2 separate regions of the Mus musculus genome follow, and region 1 is linked to region 2. A link is a contact called in public ChIA-PET data. All regions are on one chromosome and are shown on one strand. Each heading gives the region's core, a stretch centred on a gene start, on an enhancer-like site or on the middle of the called end of the contact. The rest is flanking DNA. Distances are from core to core; before and after follow the strand shown. Region 1 holds the start of Smap1 (small ArfGAP 1). Region 2 overlaps Smap1 (small ArfGAP 1).

Region 1 (4,513 bases), core at 797-3,296, 39 kb after region 2:
TTAAGTTACTTCTATTCATGAAAGGAAATTATTGGCTTACATTGACTTACATAATTCTTTTACAAATGTGTATGAATTTTCATGTCTCTGTGCCATCTGCATGCCTGGTGGCTACAGGGGCCAGCAGAGGGCCTGGGACCTGCTGTTCCTAGAGTTACAGAGAGAGCTGCTATGTGGCTCGGGAGCAGCCGGTGTTCTGACCCTAGACCATCTCTGCAGCCCTGGATGCTCTTTAGCCACAGCTTCCCAGACCAGAGTCTTTACTTAACTGTGTTAGGACTCAAGGTGATGAAACATAAACTAACTCTGGCCCTTGTTCCTTTTCTTAGCTTCTAATAACCTATTTTTTTTAAGTGTTTTACAAGTAAAAAGATAAGAGAGTGACTGAGCTTCAATACAGAACACTATTTCCTAATAACCACATGCAAGAATCAAGTACCAAGCAAGCAAATAAATATTACTACAAAAATCAGGCATGCCTTTTCTTTTAAATGCCTTGCCTAAGGATTACATGGGATAACCTCACAGTCAAGTTACTATAATGCTGTAAAGTGCTTCATAAAAATCCCAATTAAAGTGTGTACATGTGATTTCGCCCAGTAAGGAAGTAGCTGTTATGACAGAGAGATGATGCTGATGTTATGAGACTTAATTTATTCACATATAACCCAGCCTACTGCAATGGACTCTTTTGCTCAGTGTTGAGAGAAAACAGTAAAAACTCTAGAAAAGTAGTTAAATAATGCAGAAATCTTAATCCTCGCTCACAATGGCTGTCTCTGCTCCCAGCAACTACCTATTTCCCAGAGAAAAATCAAATGTACATTTTCCTAACTACATAGAAGTAGGATTTTTAAATCTCCATTACTCTCCATGATATTACTTACATTAGAAATAAACCACATCTCCAAACAAAAACTATCAGCTAAAAATAATTTATCTATTTCAAAGGCTCAAGCAGAAACCTCCACCTGAACTAAAAATAGTGGGGTTTTTTTTTCTTCTTCTTCTTCTCAGTATCTTAAAATGCACCTTCCACATTTATGAAGTGGACAGACCAGTGTCCACAAATTCGCCAATGGGTCGTCTGGGGGAATCTAACGACTGAACTCTTTATGAACATAACACACTTTCCTTAGGACACTATAACATCCAGAATAAGAGAGTGTGAGTGTGTGTGTGTGTGTGTGTGTGTGTGTGTGTTATACATAGTATACACAAATAATGAAAACCCTATCTCGATTATGTTATGCAGTGACATCTCAAACCACCCCAAAACACTGTTCTTTTTCAGAAACAGAAGTAAACGCCCTGTGCAAGAGCTGTCAGGTGGGCAGGCAGGTAGGGCTCCATCTGGGACACCGCACCACTGGGGAAAGGGAGGACGACGCGATCTCGTGGGAGGAAGGGAGGGTCGCCAAGAGGACAGGGACCTAAGGGCGACTCCACCCACGGAGTCGCTGAGGCTGAGGCAGGAGGGCTCCCACAGCCCTATCAGCACCGCCCAGCCGGCGGCCCAAGGCGGTGGCAGCGGCGCGACGCCGGCTCCGAGCCGGAGGCTGAGGCCGCGACCTCCGTGCTAGCCGAGAGCCAGAGGCCGCCCGCCCTCCCGGGAGAGCCGGCGCGGACGAGACGCCGCGGAGGGTGGGAAGGTCACAGCCGCAGGAGGCCCCGGCCGAGCGGCCACCAAGCCCGCGCGCTACCTTTGGCCTCGCAGTCGGCGCAGTACTTGTTGTCCTCCTCCCTCAGCAGTTTGGACAGGATGAGCTGGTGCTGCTCGTTCAGCTTCTGAGCCTTCTCCCGACAGGAGCGTGTCGCCATGTCGGCGGCGGGGCGGCGGGCCCGGACGCGGGCGAGCGGACGGGCGGACGGCGCTGGCGAGGCCGGGCGGGCGAGGGCACCTGACGCCGCTGGGGCCGCGGACGGACTCGGCCCAGGAAGCGGCGGCAGCGGCGGTGGCGGCGGCGGCTGGAACCGGAGGAGGGGCGGCGGCGGCCGAGCCAGCGCCGACGTGTCCCGCCTCCTCGCCGGGCCCGCCGCACGCTCCGCCCGAGCCGGCGAGGGGCGGGGCGGGAAGAGCCGCCGCTTCCGGGAGGACGCAGCGCTGGGCGCTGCGCATGCGCCCAGCTGCCCGCGTGCCGGGAGACTCCCAAGGTGATTCCAGAGAAGCGTCTGACGCTCCCCGGGGCGAGATTCCCCACTCTTGACACCTGATCGTCGCTTGAAGCCTCTAGAGACCTGAAAGTGGAAGAATTTTTTTTTTTTACCGGGAAGCGACTTTCACAGTCTTTGCATTTTTCACAGTCTTTGCATTTGTGTACACAGCACTGGAAATGTCCAAATTATAGTTATATATATATAGTTATAATGGGTAGATGCATCCCATGTGTGTGCATCGGGAGTTTGGAAACGGTATACTAGAAGCGGATGGAATGAAATGGGGCTAAAAGTGTCTTACGTTTTAGAGGAAAATAGACATGTTTGGGGGGGAGAGGTAACGTAATAAACCCTACCTCCCTCAACAATATTGATAATCTCATATACAGGAAAATGAGGCAAAACAGTCAAGTCACTTGGCCATGCTACAAGTGGAAGAGTTAAAACCAGGCAATATACCCCGCCTAGGAAGAGGGAAAGTGATCAAAAAGTGAATTATTAAAGGGATGTCACTTTAAGAAATTGTGTGCTGCTAGGATCCCTTCCCTGGGAGAAACTTAAGCCTGTTCCTTCTCGTAAGATCCTAAAGACAAACTTAGGTATAATTCCAACAAAGTTCACCCAGGAGAACCAATGAGCTTATTAGGCTTAAAGAGCAACTGGTAAGGGGTATGGATAGGAGCATAGATGACCTTAGAATAGCCACACTGGAAGGTCTGCACATAGCAAGGATGATGGTCCTTAGGAACCTGACATGGAATTCCCTCCCTCCATCTTCCCCCAGGTATATCCTCTAGCCCCTCCCTGAGACCAGATACAAGCAGGGCAGAACCACATACAACAGTGACTGAATAGTGTGGTAGGGGTTCCCTTCCATAAGTCTCCATATACCCTCCCTATGGTGGAACATAAATAGTCAACAGGCCCAGCTGTGATGGTCCTTTGCAAGAAGGCCAAGCACAAGGCTTCTGAAACTGACAGTGTGTTTCAGAAGATGTTCCTACATAACACAATGTAAACGACATTCTTCCCTGCAAGGAAAGACAGTTTTAAAAAGGAAGACATTCTCGATGATAGCCCATCAGGTTTACTAAGGTTGAACTCAGTGAAACAGTTGGAGTGATTCGGCTTGCTGTGTAGTAAGTATGAGCAATACTATGTGTGGGCCTTATGTAAGTAGAATAAACATAGCCCTGGCCTGAGGTAGGAGAGATGCTAAGAATGGCAGGAAGCAGGATTCTCTGTGATACGCTCTACCTATCCCTCTTGGGCTTAAGATTCCAAAGACATAAAAGCGGATCATGGCAGGGAAGCATTGGCAGAGAGCAGAAGACACAGTCACTGGAGCAGAAGCTGGAGGCTATCTTGGAAGCAGAGCATGCTGGGAACACAGAAAGGCTTTACAACTCAAACCTTACACATGTGACATACTGCCTCGGCAAGGCCATGCCTCCTAAACTTACCCAAACAGTGTCACTAACTAGGGACCAATTATGCAAACATCTCAGCCTATGGGAGATAGTCTCATCAAACCACCACATTATGACAACAAGATGAGGCAGGAAACACCGAAAATGTAGTTTAGCAACCTGGAAGAGAGAGAGAGAGAGAGAGAGAGAGAGAGAGACTCCCTTTAAAAACAAAAGTTATTAATTCCTTAAGAGTTTCATACATACAATGCATTTTTATTGTATCTCCCACCACATACTCCTCCTCTACAACCCTATCTCAACCTAATGTCCTCTGATCTGAGGGGTGTGTGTGTGTGTGTGTGTGTTGCGGTTTTGAGGTTTGAGGTCACTAGATCGTTTTTTTTTTTTTTTTTTTTTTTTTTTTTTTTTTTGCACTGCCCACATATTCGTGGCTGTGGTGCTCTCCACTAGAACAGAGGTTCTTAACCTTCCTAGTAAAGCAACCCTTGAATATATTTCCTCATGTTGTGATGACCCCCACACACACCCATAAAATTATTTGTGTTGCTACTTTATAACTATAATTTTGCTACTTTTATGAGTCATAATGTAAATGTGGTGGTTTGAATATGTTTAGCCCGGGGAGGTGTGGCCTTGGTGGAGGAAGTTTGTCACTGTTGCAGTAGGCTTTGACCCTTTTCCTAGTTGCCTGGAAGTCAGTCTTCTACTGACTGCTTTTGGATCAAGATGTAGAACTCTTGGCTCCTTCTCCAGCACCATGTCTGCCTGGACACTGCCATGATTCCTGCCATGATAATAATGGACTGAACCTCCGAACCTGAAAGCCAGCCCCAATTAAATGTTGTCCCTTATAAGAGTTTCTTTGGTCATGATGTGTGACAGAATTTTTCCTGTCAAATCACACTAACAGGAGTGTGATGCAG
Region 2 (5,054 bases), core at 2,432-4,931:
AGAGATCCCCAAAACCAACATGGTAGAAAGAGAAAAACCAAACCCAAACCCAACCCCACTACCTAGGAAGACAACAGTTACAGTTGTTGTGTAAATAAAGAAGAAGAAAAAAAAGCAGTGAAATTTTCCGAGTATGATCTGAACATGTGTACAATGATGAAAAGGACTGAGCGAGAACCTGCTGTGCCTGTCCCACTGCCTGGCACCTCATGCCCATTCTACCCCTAATAAATAAATGGGAAAAAACTAAGAGAAAAAGCAAGCATTGTCATTTTACTTATTTGTAACCAGGAGGAAATGTTCACTAGGGGTTATAATGAGTTCTTTACTTTTACCATCTAGGTTCTAGTAATCCTGCCAGACTGTAAGTACCGACATAGTTCTGAAAAACACAGTTTCCCCACACTCGTTTTCACTTTTCTAAGAGGAGAAATACTTATATTCAAGCCATCAAAAATTCAAGTGTACTAAGTATTTTGAATATAATCCTGCCTTAGTGGGGTTGTATCATTCCCTCTCAATAGCTTTTTCAATTTCACCCAGACTTAAATGTGAAAAATGGAGAAGTTGGATAATAAGTCAATATTCTTATTAAGAAGACTTTAAAAGACATGTTTTAAGACATTAACATAAAATTAAGACTTTAAAAGCACAAAAGTCAGGTATTTGGTAAACAGAATGCACTGATTCTAACAAATGTTAACAGAAGACTACAAGGTCATATTAAATACAAAGTCAATGTCCATTCATGCTCATAAAAACAGCAATATTGAGGATCATAGTTATGATATAAAGTATGTTCTACTTTAAAGTTAATGGTGTTTACCTTTGCCATTGGATTCCATCTGTTCTTTAAGATATGAAGCTTTGTTGGGTTCACGATTCAAATCCCAATACCATCTTAAATTCACACTGTACTCATTTATACAACAATAAACAACATTGAAGAATCCCTTAACCGGCTACTAAAAGGATTGTGACCTTTTTTTAGTCTTTGTTTTAGTTTTTCAATATAACCCATTACTTAGTACAAGTGACAACACCAGCAGAAAGCCACATATTACTTCAGATTCAATTTCAAAAAGAAAAACCAAAACCTACTATAACTGAATATTAACTTCAAATTTTGTTATGTAAATTTAATAGCCAGAAAACATCTATGCTCTGATATACTGTTGTCAAAATGTAATATGGATGAAGCTCTTCTATTTCTGAGATGCCATAAGTACAAAACAGTCTTAGTTTAGCATGAAAAACAAAACCTATATTCAACAATTTGATGTTTTAAAAGTTTTACAGGGTATGTATGTGTCGGGGGCCTTGTACCAGCTAGCGTATGCTTCCTGATTGGTGGCTCAGTGTCTGAGAGATCTTGGAGGTCCAGGTTAGTTAAGACAACAAATGAAAAAGACACCCAAAAATGGAGATGCAAAAGAAGGTTGAATTGCTTTAAATTTAAAATATAAAAAAAGTTATTCAAAAGAAAGTGATATTATTAGAGTTAGAAAATGAATATTTGATATATAAGATAAGTCACATTACAAGTCTAAAAAGATTAAACATATTACTGAACAAGCATAGCAAATATAGACATTCCTGTCATTGAGAAATTCAGTTTATATTTAAAGCTACATACAATTCAAACATACAAATGTAGAGAATTTACCAGAGCATCAATAAGAAGAAAGCTGCAGCAGCAGTAAGATTAGCAGTGCCACATCTGCTGCACACTCAGTGAAAAAAGTGACGACCAGTTTAATTCAAAAATACTAGATGAATACAACTATGTTTTAAAAATTTTATTTAATATACTTTTCCTTTGCAGAAATTACATGAAAGGAAATAGTCACATACCTCCACTTTCATCTAAAACTTTTTAAATGGAAAGCTTTGCTGGCCTGGATGTCTACTATGTAACTGGGAGCTGGCCTTTCACTAGATCTTCCTGCCTCAACCTCCACAGTGCTACAACTGCATCTACCATCTAACTTAACTCAAGGATTTTAACTTTAAAGGTGACAGAAATACCACAAGAAATAATGTGTTTCCATCAACTATATGCTGTTTTATTGCACAACAATGAACATTTTTAAACAGACATAAATGGATGGCTGGATGCATGGATGGATGCATGGATGGATGCATGGATGACAGGTGGGTAAGAAGGTAGGTAAGAAATGAAAATAATGAAAGGTAAGTAATGAAAACCTAAAGAAGTGTATTGGGGGTGGGGGGAGAAGTCTCCATCGTCTGTACTGAGACTTTACCTCTACCTTTTACCCCCATGGCCTGACAGCTGAAGACGGGCACAGCAGAACCCTAACCACGAGGAACACCTACAGTTTAGTTGCTACTTTAGCACAGTGACATTGCTCGGTTACTTATCTACACTTTTTGAGCCATTCTTTTTTTTTTTTTTTTTTCATTTTTTATTAGGTATTTAGCTCATTTACATTTCCAATGCTATACCATTATTGTACTTAGCCTAACTGGCAATTCAAATTAAAGCCCGGGAAAACAGCACAGTTGTTGTTCTCCATTTTTGAGTATGTCTTTTATTTGTTGTCTTGTTCTATCATGTTGAATATTTACTTGTGAAATAAATTTTATATCTGATAAACACTGATAGAATCCCATAATTTTGGCTTCCAAAGCAGTAATCTGTCCTTTTAAAAAAGTGTTAATGTGTCCATGTGTGCAGGCAGGCATCCGCCTGCCCACCTATGTGGAGGTCCATCAGCAGGCTCAGCAAGTGTCCTGACCCTCCGAGCCACCTTGCTGGTCACAACACTTCCTCTGAGACTTAAAGTTGGTATTGAGGCAGGCAAGTGAAGCAAAGGCTACCAATTTACCTCATAATAAGTTTTCTTACCAATAACTAGATAATAATAGAAATCTATACACATTTAGCGAATTATCTTTCTGTCTTATGCCAGAAAATATAAGCACTCAAATTATCTACTAAGAATATTTCTTTCAGCATGAGAAGGAACACCCATCCTTCACATCTAGCCTGAGCATCCTGCCACATTCTTTTGAACTAAGACAAGAAAAAAGTGTATCCTTTGAGGTTAGATTACACTTCTGAGGAAAGCTAAGTCATATTGCTAAGAGTGATGAGTGACTTTCTCATTCACAGGTAATTACTGAAAATGTTTTCAAGCTACAGTGCTAACCAGAGAGGACTAAGCTTACAGTGAGATAATCTGAGGAATGGGATAGTCATACTCATCTCTACTTGCTCACTCAACAGTAAATCTCAACTATGTACTTCTAGCTGCTAGTTAGTCTTGACACAAACTATGCTAGTAATGATAGACTTGTTTTACTCAGTGCAAAGTTTTGAAGAAGCTAAAAACCTTGGCAGTATCATTTCTTAATAACAAGGACATTGTTCACTGTTCAAATGCAATATAGATACTGAAAAGATTAAAATGAATAAGGAATGATTCATAGACAATGGGTAAACTTAAAAATTAATACATTAAAAATCAAATGTGAAAGATATGTTTATTAATCATACAAAAATTAATCCTCTCCAAAAATTTGAAAAGTCCATGACAACAGGCTGGGCATAGGCATCCATGCTTTAATCTCAGCAGGTGGAGACAGAGTTAAGTCCATCTTTCTCCATGAACTAGAGGGGAGCCTGGTCTACACGGTGAGTTCCAAGCCAGCCAAGAAGCACAGTGAGAACTGTGTTCAAACAAACAAACGCAAAACCTGACAAGCTCACACTCAGAGACACTCAATCTAACCCTAAACCACATTAAAAGAATCTCAAGTTTTTAAACACAGGTAACTTTATTTATTCAGTAACAAAAATACATTTTGATAAAAACTATTTATTTAAAAACAAGCAGTCAATAACTCTAAAACACCATGTTCAGGAGATGTCTTTAAAAAAAACTGAAAGAACATACAGTGTGTGTGTGTGTGTGTGTGTGTGTGTGTGTGTGTGTGTGTGTGTGTGTGTGTGTGTGAGTGAGTGATGAGAATATGGCATATCTAATAGCAGTAAATAAGTAACCCTTAGATATTACTTTCTAAGTGGCTACATTTTATAAAAACCATATATACCTCAAACTTAATAGTTTAACTGGACTCGGGTCTGGTTAGATCTTTTGGTAAAGCATTTTTAAAAAAGATTAGCATCTTTGAAAATAGTACTCATGATTATATGAGTATCATGGGAGTGGTAATAGTGACCATAAAGGTGACACAGAGTACATTTAAATGTGGTGAAATTACTTCTCTTACTTTGATTAATAAATACCTAACTATTTTTACATCAAAAAGCCTTTATTCTAATTACAGAACATTAAACCATATTGCAACCATCACTTTTCCAAATCTGAATGAAGACTATATAGGAATGACTTCCAAGACACAGGTTTCAATTTATGCACAGTGCTGTCCCTGAGCCAAGAGCTGTCATCTGCATCAGAGCAGTTGCAACTCTTGCAAGAGACACCCCAGATCTGGCTTGTTGGCTCTGAGCATTCCCTAACAGAAAATGAAAGGGAAGAGTCACTAGACCGGCACCAGATTTCTATCACTCCCTCCATTACAACACCCCTATGCAGCTATAGGGGAGAACTCACTATGCTGGGGTAAGAGTTTCTACTTGTAGTATTTGGGGGACACACCCAGGCTCCTGCAAGTCAACTCTAGCCTGTACTCTTTATCAGTAAGTCCATTAAATACACTGCTTCCCCAAGCTAGACTTTGATGGACTCACACTTTTTCATGAGTGACCTATTGGAATGCTGTTTTTATACAGGTTTTTATACCCACCACGGGGTACCCAAAAATATCCCTAAGGAACTAATTTGTAGACAGAAATCAGTATAGTGTTTGTCCTTGGAGGATTTGATTGGAAATTGACACAAGGGAACTCTACAGTGAGAGATGTTTGCTCTGCCTCCACCAGGGCCAACACTGGTAAAGTTTGTCAAGCTCTGTGAATCCTTCTCTGTGACATGGCAATTGTTTTAAGTAGTAAATAAACTAATGAAATGCCATGGTATCAAGTTGGCATTTCTGAGCATTCT

Evidence for each region. ChIA-PET counts read pairs in DNA pulled down with a chosen protein or histone mark.
Region 1: an RNA polymerase II ChIA-PET map of memory CD8 T cells shows a contact between it and region 2, with 24 read pairs. The contact joins the promoter of Smap1 here to the enhancer-like site in region 2. A contact is called at or near these places in 1 of 39 promoter capture datasets (the C10 cell line), 1 of 484 Hi-C or Micro-C datasets (olfactory sensory neurons), 3 of 115 datasets of contacts at active chromatin or transcription factors (cardiomyocytes, embryonic stem cells and memory CD8 T cells) and 2 of 9 other capture datasets (adipose tissue and liver).

The regions. Positions count from the first base shown.
Region 1 is chr1:23,920,335-23,924,847 of GRCm38.p6, forward strand. It overlaps Smap1 (small ArfGAP 1), which reads right to left and starts at 2,047. Exons shown (of 10, transcript NM_028534.3): 1 at 1,704-2,047. The coding sequence starts at 1,821.
Region 2 is chr1:23,879,825-23,884,878 of GRCm38.p6, forward strand. The region is part of intron 2 of Smap1 (small ArfGAP 1); the gene reads right to left. Among named protein-coding and RNA genes, the nearest start is that of Smap1, 40 kb to the right of the region's middle. Within about 2 kb of position 3,682, at least 8 of the 459 cell types and tissues checked have an H3K27ac peak or open chromatin away from gene starts, as enhancers often do. A contact at or near this core is called in memory CD8 T cells, where this site is marked.